2 separate regions of the Gossypium hirsutum genome follow, and region 1 is linked to region 2. The links are chromatin contacts, called in public Hi-C maps. All regions are on one chromosome and are shown on one strand. The core of a region is the stretch at or near the end of the contact, and the rest is flanking DNA. Distances in the headings are between cores, read along the strand shown. Region 1 holds the start of LOC107901163 (probable glutamate carboxypeptidase LAMP1). Region 2 holds the start of LOC107901168.

The links. Hi-C and Micro-C count contacts between places; a contact is called where the count stands out from the background.
Region 1: a Hi-C map of leaf shows a contact between it and region 2, with 1.9 times the contacts expected there. The contact joins the promoter of LOC107901163 here to the promoter of LOC107901168 in region 2. A contact is called at or near these places in 4 of 34 Hi-C or Micro-C datasets (callus and leaf).

The regions. Positions count from the first base shown.
Region 1 is chrD06:12,328,837-12,335,000 of Gossypium_hirsutum_v2.1, forward strand. It overlaps LOC107901163 (probable glutamate carboxypeptidase LAMP1), which reads left to right and starts at 2,818. Exons shown (of 12, transcript XM_016827057.2): 1 at 2,818-4,154; 2 at 4,256-4,323; 3 at 4,523-4,604; 4 at 4,713-4,805; 5 at 4,891-5,043; 6 at 5,222-5,290; 7 at 5,408-5,495. The coding sequence starts at 3,207.
Region 2 is chrD06:12,181,331-12,186,713 of Gossypium_hirsutum_v2.1, forward strand. It overlaps LOC107901168, which reads right to left and starts at 4,093. Exons shown (of 14, transcript XM_016827063.2): 1 at 3,560-4,093; 2 at 2,391-2,446; 3 at 2,092-2,266; 4 at 1,768-1,869; 5 at 1,484-1,555; 6 at 1,143-1,259; 7 at 963-1,040; 8 at 500-562; 9 at 314-410; 10 at 118-196; 11 at 1-47. The coding sequence starts at 3,649.

The DNA.
Region 1 (6,164 bases), core at 1,568-4,067, 150 kb after region 2:
GGACAAGAATCGTCTAAAAAAATTATTTGAAGGTCTCATAAATTCAAGTCAAAGTTACCTCCGTGAAACTTAGTGATTAATCTCAAACTTCAATCTTTGCTTTTAATCAATTCGATCTTCTCCACTATTATCTAACTCACAGATCACACAATGTGTGGGCATCATTCTTAACTTAAACAGAAGTATTGAATCGGAACTCTATAAAGAAAAATAATTCCTGAACATGTTCTCTCTCTTTTAGGCAAATAAGTGAATTGACAACTAAGAAATTTTAGTTCTCGTCAATTTGAGGATTTTCATCAATCACCAATCTTTTAGGCAAAAATAATTCCTTTGCTTGCTTATGCGACAATGAGTGCTTATCATACGATCCATCCACCTACTGACCTTTTTTAGGTCACTTTAAGGCCGACATATGTATTTTGATCCCATTAATATGGTAAAGTCATAATGACTTTACCATATTAAAATGCTTAAATAACTACATTTTATTCATAGTTTGACTTACCTCAATCCTGAGTAAGTGACGGACTATGTGTGCGTGACACGTATACATTGATGTACTGAAAGCTTGAGTTCAATTGGTAATAGAGCCGAAAGCTGGTATGTTGAGTATACGACTTCTGTATGACATATCATCACTTACAATAATGGAATTCATAGCCCAATAAAGGATAAATAATATCCTCTCATTGACATTACATGATAGATGGAAAAGTAATGTGGTCATGGTTCATTTGTTTAGGACGAATGATTTAATTACTATGTGTTAGTAATTGATTTTTTAATGAAGATGTAATGGTTACTATGAGATAAAATAAGATCATACTGGGTGAACAAATTTAACCCATAGAGATTAAGGATATCCTATGAGGGTAACACACATATGACAGTGTCATTGGACAAGCATTTGATAAGTAGTTTTCGTAATGGTATATAATAATAAGAGCTCAGTTATGATACTTTAGTGGAATGACTCCATGACTAAATAATGTTGCAAACAATAGATAAAGGATCAAAACTTAATTACAAATTATTTGAGTCCTAATTATATATGTTCAATATGTCCTTTCGCTAGTTCAGTATAACCTGATGGTTTGTATTTGAATCAATGAGATGAAAATAAATGAACACAACAAATTAGAGAAATGGATTGTATGTATCAATGTTCGTAGTGAATGTGTTTCACGGCTATAAGCCAAAAGATGACTTAGAGATTAAATTAATTTCTTTGAATTATTATTTATTATTTAATTGAATGTAATTAAATAATTAAATTTCAAAGTGAAAATTAAATTAATTAGTTATCACAATTTTATTGAATAAGTTAATTAAATTTATTTAGCCATAGATTCTAGTATGGTAAAGTTGTCATGATTTAACCATGAGGTTTGGTATGGTGCCGTCAGTGGATACCTTCGTTGCGACCCCAAAAAAAGTTATCATAACTTTAATGAAGTTAGAATTGGGTTGAGAAAATAATTGAATTAGGAAATAAATTAAATTTATTTATTTACACAAATAATATGTTGGGAATAGAAATTTGTTTATTAGGTTGATTAAATTATTGAGTTGGTTTAAAAACTAGATAATACATATAATTATACCTAATATACAATATGAGCCCAAAATCCCATATTGTAACATGATGAGCGGCAACCCTAGATCCCATAGGTGGAACAAGGGTGTTGCCACCCACAGTCTTTCTCAATAGGGGTAGGTGTATTTTTCTATTAAAATGTTTTGTTTTTTTTTTGTTCAACTAAGATTCTTGTGATTTCCTCTATAAATAGAGACCAATGGCAAGGTCAAAAGACACACCACATTAAGCTTTGACACTTTATCAAAATTTAGTGAGATTTATTCCTCTAAATAAATTTTAAATCTTGAGAGAGTGACTTTTAGCATCAATAAATTTTTCATTGTATTTATCGGTTCGTGATTAAAGCCTACATTGTAAGCAAGCGTAGGTGTGAGAATAGTGGAAAAGATCACGTTGGTTGAAAGCTGGGAACTTCCTTTACCACCTGTCCCAAAATATAAGTATAAATTTAGTGAAGGGTTTATTGCTATAAATAACATAATAGTTCGGTTTTAGAAAAAAAATTAATTTTCTGTCATGCAACAAAATTATTTTCTAAACTGAATTTTTTCAACGTAAAATATCCTTAAATAATATAATTTATTTTAATTATGAAAAATAATTTTTTTAATTTTTAAAATCGAGATGATGCCTAGTTAACTCGTGATATTTATTTAATTAAAGATTTAAATAATAGTATGGATATTTAAGTTTTAAAGTTAGAGAAGGTAAATGAGTAATGAGCATTCAGATGCAGGCCCAAAATAAACATAATATATATAAAGGCCCAGCAAACATACAAGTCAAAGAGCATTGGAAGTGGATAGAGATGAATTTCTGGAATTCAATTTGAGGGTGGAGGACACGTGGCAGAAGGACCACCTCCCATGTTTCTTGAATTGAAGCCAAAAAAAAAATATTAGTAGTTATCCCGTTGACTCAAAAAATAAAACAGGGAGGGAGGATATAGAGAGAAATTGAGTGAAAGAAAGAAGCTTTTTGAGTGTAAATTGTAAAACTGGAAAAGGGCAGCCAAAGGGGACATCTTCCTCTAAGCCCGTGATCATATCTGTACAAATTTCCAAGAGTTCTAATGTTCCAAACCCACACTACCCTTTCTACTTTCAGACAGCCCTTAATTTAATCAATAAAATTGCCATGAACTAAATGTCAAGTTGCCTTTGGTAGTTGACGTTACTACATCAGTGGATACAAGCTTAGCTACTCTTAGGGAAAGATAAGAAGAAACAATCCAACTCAAATGAGTTAGAGTTTCTACCTCAATGTTTGTATTTTGTAATGGATGGGGTTTGGAATCATCAAACGGTTAGGCTTACATTCCCAATCATAACAACAAAACAAAAATTAAGAATCCAAAGATTAAACCAAGAAAAACAAAGGGATATCGATATGAAATTTCCAACACTGCTACTAAAACATTGCCATTTTATCATCCTTCGTTAGCAGCAAATCATAAATATATATACATATATATGTCAATTTTCATTCATTCAATCATTATCTAGTAGTTTAAATCTATTTTCTTCCTCAACCCATCATTGCAAAACCAAATAGAACCTCAACAGTCAAAACGAATTAGGCATTGAAGACCGATTAAGCTTCCATGTTGAAAACCACCGGAGCCACGTTCCTAGCCATAGCCACCTCTTTCTTTATTCTCCTCTTTTCTCCCCCTCCAAAATCATATTATCACTCGCTGTTTATATCCAGTTCCCTGTCCGATAATGCCTCCATATCTCACCACCTCCGCACCCTCACCCGCCGCCCACATGTTGCAGGCTCCCAAGCCAACGCTGAGGCTGCATCCTATGTTCTTTCAACACTCTCCGCCTGCAACATCAAGGCACATATCGTCTCCTATGATGTTTTATTAACCTACCCATATTCACGTTCCTTGACTCTGACACCTTCTCCTTCAGAACCGCCTATAACTTTTGATCTCAAGCAGGAAATATACGAGGGTGATCCCTATGCAGATGTGGCTGATGAAGTGCTGCCTACTAACCACGCATATGCCAAGTCTGGTTCGGTTGTCGGGCCAGTGGTTTATGTGAACTATGGGCGGGTGGAGGACTACGGGACATTGAAAGAAATGGGAGTGAACGTTACTGGTACTGTGGTTTTGGCGAGATACGGAGAGATTTATAGGGGAGACATTGTGATGAATGCGTTTGAAGCTGGTGCTATTGGGGCACTGGTGTATACTGATAGGAAAGATTATGGAGGTGGGGGAGGTGATGCAAAGTGGTTTCCCGATGACAAATGGATGCCGCCGAGTGGTATTCAGGTGGGAACAGTCTATAATGGGTCTGGTGACCCCACTACGCCTGGATGGGCTAGCAGTGAAGGGTGTGAGAGGGTGTCAATTGAGGAGGTGGAGAGCAGTGGAGATGTTCCTTTAATACCATCGATGCCGATATCAGGTGCGGATGGTGAAACAATCTTGAGGTTAATTGGTGGACAAATTGCAAAAGATAATTGGCAGGGAAGCATAGATGCCCCAACTTACAGAGTTGGACCAGGACCAGGAGTTGTGAATCTCGAGTACAATGTAAGCATTGATGAACTTGAATTCGGATAGGTCAACCTGTCAAAATGAACCACAACTTAAATGGTCAATAATGGGTTGGTTTGCTTGAATGAGATTTTCAGGGGAAACAAGTCATAGCAACAATTCAAAACGTCATGGGTGTTATTGAAGGAGTGGAGGAGCCTGATCGGTAAATTCAGAAACATATATGGACATTGCTGCATATGAATTACTCACATTTGTGTTGGATATTCACTATTATTATTAGGACTTAACCTAATTCACCAATGAATATAGCAATCGACTAAGCAAACACTATGACTAGCCAATGATAAGAAGACTTTGGAATAATTAAGAGCACTTGTTTTATAATGATATCCTATTGCTAGGTTCGTCATTCTGGGCAATCATCGTGATGCATGGACATTTGGAGCTGTTGATCCCAACAGTGGTACTGCAGCACTGCTAGAGGTGATTATAATCCCATTACATCCCACACTTTCTACTTGGCAAAGCTAAAAGCAGAGATTTCACCCTCGGGACAAATTGTGCATTTCAGCTGAATTCCCCATCATGCAGGTTGCACAAAGACTCCAGAAACTACAAAGAAGTGGTTGGAAACCACGACGAACAATTATTTTGTGCAATTGGGATGCTGAGGAGTATGGCTTGGTCTGTCTTGCCTGGTTATCTCTCGTATGCATCTGTCTTTATTGCCTCTTTCTGAACTGAAATATAAGCAGACTAGTACTTCCAGACAGGATCGACAGAATGGGTAGAAGAAAACAGAGACTTGTTGGCTTCAAGGGCGGTTGCATACTTAAATGTTGACTGCGCGGTATCTGGAGCAGGATTTCATGCTTCTGGAACTCCACAACTTGATGATCTGCTCAAACAAGCTGCACAACAGGTATCTGAAAACTGCTAAACCAAACCAATATAAGGACAATAGCAATAGTAGCCGAGTCTAAATGGAAGAAACGAAATAAAATAAAAGAAGTTCTGAGTATAGTCAGTGTGTCATTGGAGTTCAATCCTTGTCACTCTTCTCTCACTTGACTAGTCATTTTTCTATTTGATTTTTGAAGGTTCAAGATCCAGATAACTCATCACAAACAATCTACGAACAATGGATTCAGTCCACTGAGTCTTCTCTGGTGAGTATAATGAAAGTGAAACTAAATGATTCCGAAGAACTTGTCTGGTTGGTGCATGTAGTTTACATATCTGCATCAAAGTTAATGAATTTATTATCCTGCACATAACCTGTGAAGATTGGACGATTAGGAGGAGCAGGTTCTGATTATGCAGCTTTTCTGCAACATATTGGTGTTCCAGCAGCTGACATGCGTTTCGGAGCAGGTAATAAGCACATTGTATTTTGTAAACTTTACTTCTACTTAACAATGGTACCAAAAAGGGGGAGGATAACATACATGCCAGGCTATTCAAATAGGCAGTTAGACACCAACAGAATAGTTTGAGCAATATACAGATGAATAATGTATAGCAGAAAGTAGAGGTGAGCATTCGATCGGATCGAATCGAATCGAATCGAAAATTTTCGAGTTAATCGAGTTTTCGAATCTCATTTTATCATCCTAACTTTATTTGAAGTTTTCTCGAATCGAGTCGAGTGAGATGGAATTCGAACCGAATCGAATCGAATATATTTGTTCGAGTTAAATTTTAAAAAATAATTTTGGGTCCTTGTAACCACTGTCACCCATCATAATAAAATTTGTCCACCTTAATCAAATTTTTTATTAACTTTCATCACCTCATAATTTATTTATTAATTTTTTATATATTGGTTAGCTTTTTTGCTTGCTTAGTTGTTTCAATTATTTTCAAATTCTTGTCACTATGTATTTTGGAATTAAAAAATATATTAAATGTAAAAATATTATTTTTTTAATAAAAGTTATTTTAAAAATAAAATATGAAATTGATACAAATATAAAATTTTAATACGAATATTTTATGGCATAATTAATAATTCAATTTAATATAAATATTCAATATGACTAA
Region 2 (5,383 bases), core at 2,843-5,342:
TGTATGATTCCAAAACAAATGTTTGCTTCCTCAAGTAATTCCAGTACCTGGACAACAAGTCCAAGTCAAGAAGGATTTGCATATAATAGATCAGCTTAACAGGTAAAATTCACAAACCTAGAGAAACTGAGATCACTTGCAAGAGGATGAGGAAAAACAGCTACAGGAGGGGACGTAATAAGCCTCTTGTGGGCTCCTGAGAAGAGACAATCATGAGCAGTTAAAGGCTGCAAGTCTATGAGTATAAAAAGCTTTAATTCTAATATCAACAGATATATTAGTATACTAAAACAGCTAACAGAGACTAGATTACCCGCTATAGCAGCTAGTGTCATATCATCAGAGTATCCACCATCTCGAAGTCCTGAGACCACACCATAATTGTCACGTCTAAAATCGTCAGCGTGCATCTGAAAAACAATCTAGAAGAATCAGAAATAATCCTTCAATTTTGCACAGGATGCACTGAAAACAATAGGGGTGGGGGGGGGCTACTTACCATCATACACCCTCCCCAAAGAAAAAATGTTTTCCCACCGGTGGCAAATCCCATAGAGCAAGGCTGTAGAAACAAAATATTTGATGAGTAGGAGTACACGAATTAATGTGTGTTTAATATTTAGGGAGGAAAGCAGGGTTGCTCAGCTAGCAATCAAAGGTGCAACTTATCTACAGGTGTTGCTGATAGATTTTGACATTAGGACAACAACAAAACAGTACACCATATACAAAAAAGTTATTAGTGCCTGACTCCCCCATTAAATCCATATTTTATGAAATAATTGGACGGTTGACTTAGGTGTTAGTCACTAATTGCTTTATTTCTTGTTGTACTGTTGTTTTGATGGCTGGTTTTTCACTGCTCTCTTGTATAAATACAATTCAAGTTATCCGAAAATAATATATGGTCAGGTATATACAAAATCTTGGGAAGAGAAAATAAGTCGTAGATGGCATCATACCATATGGTATTCATAGATGCAGTAACTCCCTAAACTTCCAGACGGTAAATCAAGAGGGTATCCAGTTTGAATAAATATCTGCACGCCATTGCCAATAACATGAATACCACAAAAGAGATCAACAGTTCAGAAAAAAAGTTAATTATTTTGATTTAATGTATATTGCTGTGAGCAACATACCTCAGGATTCTTTTCCATCTCAGCAGTGAGGGCTCCAATTGATCCAGGGTGAAGCATAACATCATCATCCAAAAATAATACATACTTGGTATCTTTATGCATTCTTTCCACCCCAACCTTCAAAAGAAATACCAAATGACATAATACGTTGAATACACTTCTAGCAAAGAGATGTTAACAACATACAAGGACAGACTTTAAATAATTGTGGAGTAACATAATTCTTCACTGAGTACAAGTGAGACTGACAATTTTATAGTTTAAACATAATACTAATACAAGAATAAAAGGCGAGATCATTTGCAAAATCTGTTTAACAATTTGGTAAAGTTATTATGTACCAGCTGGTTATGTATTTTCTGACTACAGGTTGTTGACAAACCAGCCAGAATGATTTTAGCATCAACATCATCCTGCGCAGAAAAACATGCAATGAAATCAGGAAGGCAAGAAGTAAAGCCACAGAGAAGACACTCAAATGATGCCCCCTAACACTTGCATGAAACAAGGGGCAAGCATTGAGTACCCAGGGTTTTCAGTGAAAGGGGAATAAAGGATATAGATTAATAAAAAAAAACTATTTGACTTTTTTGTCAATATAATCAGAAAGCAAATTTTAGTATACCTTAAAATCCCTTATTAACCGAGATACAGCATGGTAAGCGGGATCTTCAGTACTTTCCACCACAAAAAGAAATTCTAGAGGACCACCATAGAGAGATGTGATCTGCTTCCATTGACATTAAACAAATACTTCAGAAAATTGCCTATTGCAAACATGAAAATTCTCAGAGCAATATGAAAAAAAATATAAAGGAGAGAGATTTAGTTCAGTTTTCCATTTTCTGATGAACAAAATGTGGACAAGGAATAGGTAAATGCATGCTTCTTTAGAATGCACTAAAAGGACACCTAAAGCTTAGTGTTAGCCAGACCATAAAATACTCACCTGACTCTTCCAGTTGTGCAGATTATGTTCTCCAAAACCTTTTAAAGGCATCACGACTGTAACTCTTGGTAGATTGACCTGATTAGAGTGCTCAAGTTCATTAATATCATGGCACAAAAAAGCAAAGCTATTGCCACATTTCATGGCATCCTTCATTCTATTGATCTCTCTGTTCCTGTAAAGGGCAAAGAATGCAGGTATATATAAATGAAATAGGAAAGTTTCTAGGTCATAAGACAACATAGAATGGTTATGGCAGCAAGCAGCCTGCTTTTTTAAATTCTCTTAAAACCATGTACCTGACATAAGCAGCAAAAGCCCACCCAATAGCAAGAGTCAAGCATATTACACATCCCTACATCATATACAAAGCATTCGGATTGGTAACCTTTTTGAAGTTTAAACGGGCAGATAAAGAGAGGCAACTGATATATAACAATCAAAGTTCTGTATTCATAAAGTAGATAAATGGAATGATTGTGAAGTTAAAAGAAAGGCACTAGTTAAAAATAGAAGAACATCAGCTAGCAGAATAGATAACATGAATTTGTCAAACATTGTAGTTCCTTCAAAAGTTGTAATTGGTAATTAATAAAAATAAGGATGTTTCAATAGCTTTTCTTTTTTATAAACTATTGGTTAAAAACTCATTTCCTTTGCCATCCAATGAGACGACCCTTGTTACATTAACTGACATGTCATCCTTCCCTCAAACAACATAAACAAATCAGTAAACTAAAACAAAAGTCCCGTGATATAGAGAAAACATATTTAGGAAAAGGAGCTTCCTACTCCATTTGATTCTAATGCTATAAGCCTATAATAAACAAAGCTCAATTCAGAGCTTAATAAAACTCTTTGCTGTCTCAATACTACAAATTACATAATCGGTGCAGAATCAAGGTATTTAAATTACAAAATTTGCAATCATTACAAGATACATTGCCAACTATTTTCATAACAGCCACCACTCTGACCAAATTCCAAACATTTCATTTCAATTATGTCACAAACAGTATTCTTTTCTCTCTTTTCTTTTCTGGTAAATAAAAAAGAGAGAGAGAGAGAGTAAAAATCAAAGAGATTTAGCTTTCAGTTCTAGACATAACCACCGAGATCCAATAGTAATGAAAAGCCAGCGCCTTCATTGTAAAAGGAAATCATAATCTTTTTAAGGTGCAGACTCTAAATCTTAAAAATTAGATTAAAATAAAAAAGCTAGTTGTAGATAAGATACAAAGCTGAGAAACTAACCAAACATCCAATTAATGTCCGCGGAAAGACGTAAAATAAGGTTTAATTTTTATTTTTTTTTGAAGCTCAGATTAAAGAAAGGGGAAAAAATCAACATGCTAGTCGCTAGAGCTATCCAAACACCGAAAAGGCGAAAAATATACAAAAAATCAGACTTCGTGTAACGCGGAATCAAAGGAAGGAAATGGTTTCGAAAGAGAAAAGAAGAACAAACCTGGATCTGAACAAAAACAGCAAGAGGACTACGGAAAGCTCTACTGAGAGAGAAGAGAAGCCAATCGACAGGGTCCAATGCCGCTGACATTTCTATTCTATTTATTTTCTTCTGCTCTTCCCTCCCTCTCAATCCAACCTATCTAACTAGCTAAACTGAAAATCGACCACACAAGAAAAAAGAAAATTTAAAAAAGCCCCAGAAATTCAACTTTTGAAAGTTGTGGGCTCTTTCTTTCTCTCCCTCCGTCGTGCGTCGGAGGAACCCCGGGAGAAAGGAAATAAGAGAGAGAGAGAGAGAGAGAGAGAGAGAGAGCAGACGGTAAGAGTAAGAGAGCGCGTAAATCTTTTTTTTTTTTAATAACTACGAATACAATCAAAAGAAAAAAGAAAGGTGATTAACCCACCACATTCATAAATCCTCTTTCTTTTTTCCTTTTTAATGATGAAAAAAATAGTAACGAAAATCGCATTCTATAAAACGATATTAAAAAAAAAAACAGAAGAGGGAGAGACCGTTAGATGGGTTTCGTTATTCACAAAATTAAACGAAAACTGAAAATAAAAAAATAAAATAAAATAAAATCAGAGATTGGGTGATTGCATAGAGGCATAGAGCCATAGAGGATTATTTGGACCCACATGCTAGCTGTCACGTGCCCCCATTCTTTCTTTTTTGCTTTTCTGAATTTTTGTTTTTTTTTTTTTTAAAAAGATGCTGCATTTAGGATCCAAATTATCCGAATCTTCGCCTTTCGCTTTCGTTAAAATGACGGCATGTTCTATTTAAGTTTTTTTTGGATTTTCAAATTCGTTAAATTAACAATTAATAATAATTATATTAGGTAAAATCATTATATTAATTGAGATTTAATATTATTATAGCAGTTTTGCTGACAACAGCTCATGTATTAGGTAGATTACTATTGGTATTATATATTTCATATAAAATATTATTACTTGATTAATTGTGACAATTGTTTATCAAAAAAATTGGCTATGGAAATTACCCTAAAAACCTAAATATTGTAGTGCATAATTTTCTCTAAATTTATATTAATAATTAACATTACAATCAATAATTATAATCGTTGAATAATTAACGTAATAAATTAACGTAAACTCAAAATCAATTTACTCCCACATTATTTATACAAATGATCCTCAAACTTGAATCCCAAATTTTAAAAGCTTATTTTTATTATAAATAATCGTAATATGATTATTTTTAATTCAGATATTCACTGATAAAATGTATAGAATATTAAATTAAAAAAGAGAACGTATTTCACACATTACTAGCAGAGTTTTTAAACTCTACGAGTAGAGTCAAAGGATTGACAAGTGTCCTAAAAATATATGACAAAATATTTAAAAAATAAATATTATCAATTTTTTTAAATGTTATCAATTTTTTAAGTTGCTTGTGCAATTAAAAAACAACGTCAATATATCAATGTTAACTTATTAAAAAATTGCAAAGAGAAATACAAAATTTGAAAGGGAAAAAACGAGAGTTTTTATTTTTAATTTTGAGAGTATGAATATTTAATTTAAAGGTAAATTACACCAACAGTCATTCAACTTTGATCTCAATGATAAAATAGTCTCTCAATTTTTAAAAAATAACAAATCGGCCATACTAACCATTTTCCATTACAGACGTAACTGCAAATTGATGTGGCATTTAACCAATCACATTGGAGCCTATGTCGTCATTTAAGCAACCCCCAAAAAAACCCTAACTGGGCAGAAAAAGAAATCAAAGTTGAGTGACTATTACCAAAAATTAAAATTCTATTCAACTTCTTTGTTTATCTCTTTC